Regions from separate parts of the Mus musculus genome. Here region 1 is linked to region 2. A link is a contact called in public promoter capture Hi-C data. All regions are on one chromosome and are shown on one strand. Each heading gives the region's core, a stretch centred on a gene start, on an enhancer-like site or on the middle of the called end of the contact. The rest is flanking DNA. Distances are from core to core; before and after follow the strand shown.

Evidence for each region. Promoter capture Hi-C pulls out the DNA fragments that hold promoters and counts their contacts.
Region 1: a promoter capture Hi-C map of pre-B cells shows a contact between it and region 2, with 2.6 times the contacts expected there. The contact joins the enhancer-like site here to the promoter of Tnfrsf10b in region 2. A contact is called at or near these places in 1 of 39 promoter capture datasets (pre-B cells), 1 of 15 datasets of contacts at CTCF or cohesin (large pre-B cells), 5 of 484 Hi-C or Micro-C datasets (B cells, CD4 T cells, double positive thymocytes and 2 more), 4 of 115 datasets of contacts at active chromatin or transcription factors (double positive thymocytes, embryonic stem cells and pancreatic cancer cells) and 2 of 9 other capture datasets (adipose tissue and liver).

The regions. Positions count from the first base shown.
Region 1 is chr14:69,828,098-69,832,222 of GRCm38.p6, reverse strand. No RefSeq gene overlaps it. Among named protein-coding and RNA genes, the nearest start is that of Pebp4, 10 kb to the left of the region's middle. Within about 2 kb of position 2,747, at least 89 of the 459 cell types and tissues checked have an H3K27ac peak or open chromatin away from gene starts, as enhancers often do. A contact at or near this core is called in B cells, double positive thymocytes, germinal center B cells and 1 more, where this site is marked.
Region 2 is chr14:69,764,601-69,768,774 of GRCm38.p6, reverse strand. It overlaps Tnfrsf10b (tumor necrosis factor receptor superfamily, member 10b), which reads right to left and starts at 1,303. Exons shown (of 8, transcript NM_020275.4): 1 at 984-1,303. The coding sequence starts at 1,115. 4930480K23Rik (RIKEN cDNA 4930480K23 gene) reads right to left here. Exons shown (of 3, transcript NR_130157.1): 3 at 1,662-1,710.

The DNA.
Region 1 (4,125 bases), core at 1,498-3,997, 62 kb before region 2:
CTGTTGCTATGCTTCGTGCCATGACAGTAATGGACTGAATCTCTGAACTGTAAGCCAGCCCCAGTTAAATGTCTTTCTTTATAAGAGTTACTGTGGTCATGGAGTCTCTTCACAGCAATAGGAACCCAAACTAAGACACATACCATTTTGTCCCGTAACCAGGAACTATTCCAAGCTGCTCATGCCCTAGGCCTCAAACCTAGAACCTCCACCTCTAGGCACGCACCCAGAGACCGGGACTCACTCACTCTTCCCCATACCCAGAGTTCCCCATGCAACACATCTAAGGCCAGAGATTTGCTTTGCTACCCAGGCTTTGAGAATCCTCTGCCTCAGCTGTCAGGTTGGCAAGCTTACTGCCATGCTAAGTCCTTTGTGGCTGTGTGGCATTTAACCACCTTCATCCTGCCTTTCAGAATCTATCTGCAATGGCTGTAGTTTTTCATGAAAAAGATGGCATCCTTTCCATCTGTCCCCTGTCCCCTGTCTGGACAATCTATATCTATCAATTCCTTCCCTCGAACTAGCACATTTTAACCTCCCGTACCTGCCCCCAAAATAGTCCTTGCACCCTCTCCTGAGGCCTTCACTGCTCTAGGCTCTACAGAGGATTTTAGCAGCAAAGAGATGGTCTTTTTCACATCCGCTGAGAAGCGGTCAGAAACACAAAGGAAAATGACATTTAAAGGATGTCAGAGGATGGGCAGCATACACAAGAACTGAGGAGGACCAGCTGAGGAAGAAGAAAACCCCGGCAAAGTATAAAGCAAGCCAAGGAGGGCCTCAGTCAGACCGGAAGTAGGGTCAGCCGGAAGTAGAGCTTCTTCCGGCAATGAAAGGACCACTGAAGGGATGGAGAGATGAGTGAAGGGAAGAGGCAGCTCTCCTGCATGATTGAAGTCTCCTCCTGGCTGAAACAAGATGAAAAATGCTAAGCCAGAGGCTGTTCCAGATTCCAGAGCTTGCTGGCCACGGGGCAGCCTCTGCTGCTGCAGCTGCTTCATTTGACCATCTTGTTCCTCTCCTCCCCTCCTGCCCCCACCTCTTTGGTCAGATGAAACCCACCCCAGGCACCAACCCTTCTGGGAGTCACCTGACTCCTCTGAGGCTCCTAGCCAACTCAGGAAGTCATGTGACCACTTAGGCATGCATGACAGGTTCCCTGGGGATGCTTTGAAGGGTGACCTTGTGCCCAACTCCCTCCTTGCCCTTAAAGTGGAGCTGCCCCGTGGTCTGGGGGAGAGGGAGGAGAAGGCCCCTGGAGGGGCAGGGCAAACTTTCTTTCCTCTACTGATTTAGGGCCCCAGTTTCCTAGCCTGGGTTATGTAACACCTGAGGAGAACTAGGCTCCCCTGTCACCTGCACATTTTCTTTCTGTGGAGTGCTTCCTAGCCGCAGCTGCCTCTCAGAGCAGCTCTATTTTGGGAGCTGTTTTCGTTTGGCCTATATTAAGCACAGTCACAAGGCAGAGGCAAGGTGCGGGTGCAGGGTGGCCTGCGGGTTCTTTGTGTCTCTTTTAGTGTTAAGGGTGAGACAAATAGACAAGATGGAGCCTGCAGCTCTAGAGGGGGAGACTCTCAAGTGGTCTATAGGTCTCCTGCAAGGGCCCAGATGGCAACAGAAAGCTGAGGTTTGGGTGGCCTCCCCCTAACTCCCACAGGCCTAGGCCTCTGCCCAATTTCACATTCTAATTTTTCTCCTCATGTCTTGCAAAAAGAGAATCCTATAGTCACTGCTGCCCGGGTCAGAAAGAAGCTTTGGTTCCCTGTGGCCTGCAAGGCTCAGAGACCAGGCTGGATTGGTGGGAGCCTGTGAAATATAGCCAGCAGGGTAGTCACGGGCTATGCAACCCTCTACTAGAAATCCCTTCCTGACCTCATAATAAAACCACAGGACCAGTGGGAGCAGAGCAGGGACTGCTGGGAAGTGGCTGCCCAGGTTCTAGACACAGAGCTAGGACTCAAAGGTTCCTCCTACCTTGAAGGCCTGTGAATAAAAGAGGCGAGGTCAAGAATTCATCTATACTGTCTTTGTTAGGATTTTATTGCTCTGAAGAGACACCATGACCATGGCAACTCTTATACAGAAAAACATTTGATCAGGGCTAGCTCCCAGTTTCAGAGGTTTAGTCCATTATTGTGGCGGGAAACATGATGGCATGCAGTCAGACATGGTGTTCGAGAAGAAGCTGAGAGTTCTACATCTTGATCCGAAGGCAGCAGAAGGAGACTGTGTGCTACACTGGACATAGCTTGAGCAGAGGAGATCTCAAAGCCCAACGCCATGGTGATATACTTCCTCCAACAAGGTCATACCTCCTAATTCCCTGTGGCCAAGCATTCAAACATATGAATCTATGGGGCCCATTCCTACCAAACCACCACACCTACTAAGTGTATGGTGTGTCCTTTTTCTCAGTTATGTCACCTGAGCCATTTCCTGTGATGTCTCTAGATGTACCTATCCCATTTCCAGGGACCCAGTGTGCAACCCCAGACTGCTGACCCCCAAAATCCACATTTCATGTTCCTTCTCCCTCCCAAGAGTCAAGTCCTGCTGTCCCACTCACTGAGGCCCACAAGCAACCCCCACACCCATCTTTCTATAGCGCAACCAGGTCCAGCCATCAGCCTCCTACCCAGTTTGTATCACAAAGGGACCGAATGAAGACTTCCCTAACACCTCTTGAGGGTGCCGAGATCACATTCAAGGAAGGGTACAGGCTACGGATTAAGCTTTCATGCATGGCTGGCACTGAAATACTGAGTTTATCATGCATGCAAAGTGGGTCACATGGGTCCCAGCAGAGCTGCCTGGAAACACCCCCAAGAAGTGAGGACGTGACTCTCTGGGAGTTGTTACACGGAGTGAGTTTTCCTTGATGGGCATTAGTGACCCAGGAGAGGAGTCAAGGAGATAAGAGCTGAACAAGGAGATGAGAAGAAAAACTGCAGAGCTTGAGTTTGGCCTTGTCCAGAACAGCAAGTTGAACGCCCGCTTCGCTTGGCCCCTGTCTCATCCAGGATTTACCCCATCCTTTTGCCCACGGAGTCCTCTGTGTATAAGTTACCTGTTCCCTCATCACTCAGCAGTCTCCTCAGTCATCAGACAGACGACAATTGTTGTTGCTCAAGCTACCTCATATGTCTTTTTAGATTTCTTTTATTTCATGCATATGAGTGATTTTTTTTTTGTCTGCACGGATGTGTGTGTGTACCACATACATGCGTGGTGCCCATGGAGTTCAGCAGAGGGTGTCAGATCCCATGGGACTAGAGATAGAGAAAGCCAGCATGCGTGTGCTGGGAATTGAACCTAGGTATTTTGGAAGAGCAGCAAGTGCTTTTGGTTATTTTGGTTAGGGAACCAAGCTTAGGCTCATGTTTATATAGCAGGCAGTTTCTAACTGAGCCATCTCCTCCCCAGATCTCCTCTCTCTCTCTCTCTCTCTCTCTCTCTCTCTCTCTCTCTCTCTCTCTCTGTGTGTGTGTGTGTGTGTGTGTGTGTGTGTGTGTGTGTGAGTGTGTGTGTGTAGACAAGGTCTCCTTATATAACCCTGCCTGGCTTTCCAACTCATTATGTAACTCAGGCTAGCCTTGAACTTGTGATTCCCCTGCCTTAACCTTCCAAGTGGATTACAAATGTGAGCCTACTGCCTGACTGAACAAGGACCGGTTTGTTTTGGTTGGGTTCTGCCCTGTAGCCTTGTGATCCTCCTCTCCCATCTCCCAAATGCTGAGGTGACAGGTGTGAGCGGCATGCCCGGCTCAGTCCACCGTTCTTGCTAAGTCGTTGATGTGTTCACTGCCCTATGCTTTATCACTATTTCCAAGCACACTCCTTCCACTCGCAAAGCTGTCTGTGAGAAAGAGTGCCGACTCCTGCCAGCAACAGCTTCACACGTCCCAGGGTTTACCCCAGCTCCAGATTGCTATTTTCTCTTGTGCTTGATTCAGGCATGCACTGCTTCCTTAGTGCACGCTGCAGGAATAGACCCCAAACCATGATATATACTATGGGCCTGGGTGTGAAGTCGGCCAGACCACCTGGGTTTGTGTAGGTGCAATCTGAATGGGATACTTTCCTACCTGTGGTGGTTTCAATAGGTATGGCCCCCATACACTC
Region 2 (4,174 bases), core at 54-2,553:
GAAGTATTAAAACAGAAGGTGGAGAACTGTGTCCAGCCTGGTGGAAATGAGTCTAGAATATAATATAAGAATATATACAATAAGTGTCTCTAAAAAGACACTTGTGTGCCTTTCTATTTGAAGTTAGAAACAATGGACTCCAAGACACTGGAATTCCCCTCAACAATCTCATCTGGCAGAAGGGGAAAGGCCCGATTCTAGGCTCTTCAGGGCCCCTTTACTCTTTTTAAGCCCAGTAAGTTGCAGAGTCCAAGAAACTGGAAAAAGTACAGTCAGTGATGTGACGCGGAAATTGAACAGAACTTTCTGGCAGCTAAAGCTAACACCAGGCAAGGCTTCCTTTCCTGCCTGGAAAGGGATGTCCAGCAGCTAGGGAGGGTCTCCACCCCCTCCCCCCAACAGCCCCCTCCACCTGGCTCCCCCACCATGGCCTTCTCTGTCCTTAGGATCCTACAGGGTAACTGGATCCTTCCTCCGCCCACTGTCCCCTCTCCCTTTCCCTGCTCCACCTTGGGTGCCCTGGTGCGTTTTTGCTGGGTCAGCTGCTCGCCACGCCCCTCGCGTGCCATCTCCACAAGCCCCAACCCAACGCCAGAACTTTCTTCCCACCATCTTTGAGGACCTCTCATCTACCGTCAGGACCTTTTTCTACCAGAGCGGCGCCTCACATCCTCCCAGTCTAGAGTGTTCCGCCCACCTCCCCATCCAGTCCTGACCCACCTCACCTTCGGGTCCCCCACCCCCCCTCACTCCACCCCCCCTCTCACTCCACCCCCCCAACCCTCTCACCCCACCATCGAACCTTCTAGGCTTCCCTGTTGAGGCCTACCTGGACCCCCGCGGAGTCGTGTCCCCCCCACCCCCCGCAGTGTCAGACCTCTCCCACCACACGCACGTGCGCGCCCGGCTCTCAGGACATTTCCTTGCCATTTCCTTTCCTGGCCGGCTTCCCACTTCGGGCACCGCAGTCGCGCCACACTCACCTGTAGCACAGCAAGCAGCAACGCAAAGCTATATAGAAGTCTGCGCTTCGGGAGTGGCCGGAGGCCTGGGGTGTAGTGATCTGCCCGGGCAGCGGCAGAGGCTGTGGGCGTGCTGGGTCCTGGAGGCTCCATGGTGTCAGCTCATCCGAAACCCTGCGGCTTCAGCTCCCAAAAGCCACGAAGGATGGCTGTCCCCTCACTCCTAAAAAAGTTCTCTGGATTTCCTCACTCCCAGAAAAGTTCTGGATTCTTGTCGCGGCGACTTGACGCTTAGTGGTACCTCCAACCTCCGCGGGCTTGCGCGCGCACCGGGCAGGGGTGGGGAAATCCACCTTGGGAGGAGCTTGATTACGCGTCCAACCCCGATCCTACCTAATATGAAAACTTGGGAGCAGTCGCCGGACAGAATCTGAACAACTTTTATTTTTTTAAAGAATCACACCACTTTTATTATATTTGTCAGGTCGTGGTTGGAGACGCCCATGCTTATTAAAAAAAAAAAAACCAACTCGTAATACTCAAAGGTCTGCCTGTCCCTTCATATTTTGACTAATATGATATTCACCTTTGAGTTTCAGCTTGTGTCCCTGGAGGAGCCGACTTGAAGATGTCTGTAGTAGTGAGTACTCCTCCTTCCTCATCTTCTGTCTCCTTCATCTCTCCTTCTCTTCTTCTCTTCCTCTTCTTGAATTTGTTTTTGTTACAGTTGTATGCTACCAGGCAGTATCTGAGAACACAGAAAAGGAAATGATAGAATGGATGGTCTCACCCCAGTAACAGAAGCGAAATCAATCCGTGTCTCTGTAACGTTTGGAACACTGAACACACTTAGCCGTGGTGGTAAAGCACTTCAATCCTAGCACGAGCAGAGGCAGGCTGGTCTCTGAGTTAGAGTCCAGCCTGGTCTACAGAGTGAATTTCAGGACAGCCAGGGCTACACAGAGAAACCATGTCTTTAAACACACACACACACACACACACACACACACACACACACACACCTAAACCAACAAAACACAAACAAACAAAAAGAATAGATGACCTCATCTACCCACATCAGTGCATTTTGGTAATTTCACAATCTCAATCAATCAATCTCTCTCTCCACATTTATACACACACATATATATATGTATATACATATATATCTCACATATACACATTATATAATATATACACACATATATACACGTACATATACATGCAGGTGTACTGGTGCCTCTAATCTCTGCACTCAGGAGGTAGAGGCAAGTGGATCTCTGTGAGTTCAAGGCCATCCTGGTCTACATACTGAGTTCCAGGACAGCCAGAACTATGTTGTGAAACCCTGTCTTGAAAAAGCAAACCAATTATAACAAGAGTTTGAATTTCCATATGCTTCAGGCCTCCAGATTTCCAGTATAGAATATCATTGAACAAACATCATCACATTTGCCTCAGTTTACTTCTTAATCCACAACCCCAAACAAAATTTTGTAGGGGGGAAATGCATATTTTCAAAGAAGTAAGTTGCTTAAAACCTGACATAATTCTGTAAGCTTTCTAGTACCAAAATAAAGTATTCGGTTTGTTAAGAACCTGTATCTTCTGATTGGTGGACCTCTGTGAGTTCAAGGCCTGCCTGGTCTGCATAGAGAGTTCCAAGACAGCTACAGCTACATAATAGAGACCCTGTCTCAAAAGAAAGAAAAATCTAACTTCTGTCTAATCACCCGAGTTCTCCCCAATTGGCTCAGATGACGCCAGCATTACAAGAAGCAGCTCGAAGCTGCTTGGAGACACTGTGGCCAGCTGGCCTTCTAGGTTCTCAGCACAGATCCCACGAGGCCACAGAGGAGGGAGAGTCCATGAGCAAAAGCTGATGTATCATGGGACATACCTGGAAACTGGATGGGGCTGTAAGTGGCCCATGTGCAACCTGTGAGATCACGACCCCCTCTCCTGGGTGTGCTTGGTCTATACTCCCAGGGTTAGGAGATAGAGCCATAAGTCATTACTCCCTTCTGAGTCCTATGAGACATTCACTGTACAAAACAGCCAGGAGGAGGCAGATGGACAGTGTATAAGGATGTGTTTGTAACTGGGGCTGGCCAGAGCTGGCCAGAAACACAGGCCCAGATTAACAAGACAATGACGTTGCACTCTGCCTTGATTACCCCTAGAAGTCAAATCTATTGCCAAGGTGGAGGTAGGGAGATTTTGTAACCAACACCATGTGTCAGCTGTTCTCAGGGGTTACCTAAGACCATAGGAAATACCAGATATTTCCACAGCAATTCATAATAGTAGCAAAATTTCAGTTGTGATTGAAAACAATGTGGGGATCACCACAACATGAGGAACTGTATTAAAGGGTGGCAGTGTTAGGAAGGTGGAGAACCAAGGCCATAGGCCATGCTGCATTCCTTCCCTTTGGCGGACCTGGCATGCTGTCTTCCAGTTCCAGCCATGCGCTGATGAATGGTAGAATTCCTTCTCTTTACAGGGTGGACAGGAGCCAAATTACCTTTAAACACCAATTTTGATGATCTGAGTCTGTGCCTGAGAGTAAGACTTCTGGCTATTCAGGAGTTCTATTTTCCACTTTGTGCAGAGCCTCCACAGTTGTCCTAATTTACATCCCCAGCACTGGTGTATAATCACCCCTCCCCCACAGCACCATTTCCCATCTTCCTCTCCCATAATCACCACAAGTGCCACACACCCTTTTAAAATGTTTCTGAAACATCTGGATACTATTGTTAATCTGTTACTTTGAAATTGCTTGCTACATCTACATAGTAAATATGATTGTGTTTCACACACTGGTCAGATCGTGTATGATCTTGTTATATTTGTATATTATATATAATGTATATATAGATTATGACCTAGTTATAGATTAGAGTTTGCTTGGTTAGAGTTACCCCCAAGATATTTTATATTACTTGAAGCTATTGTAAAAGTGTTATTTCTTTCTTGGTCCATTTGTCATTTGTAGATAGATGGACTACAGATTTTCATGCGTAATTTTATTTCCTGCTATTTTGATGAAAGTATTTACCAGCTATGGGAGTTTTCTGGAGGAATTTTTAGGGTGACATATGCATACTATCATATCATTTGCAAATAGATACTTTCACTTCTTCCTTTCCAATTTGTATCCCCTTGATCTCCTTCAGTTGCCTTATTGCTCTAGCTAAGACTTGAAG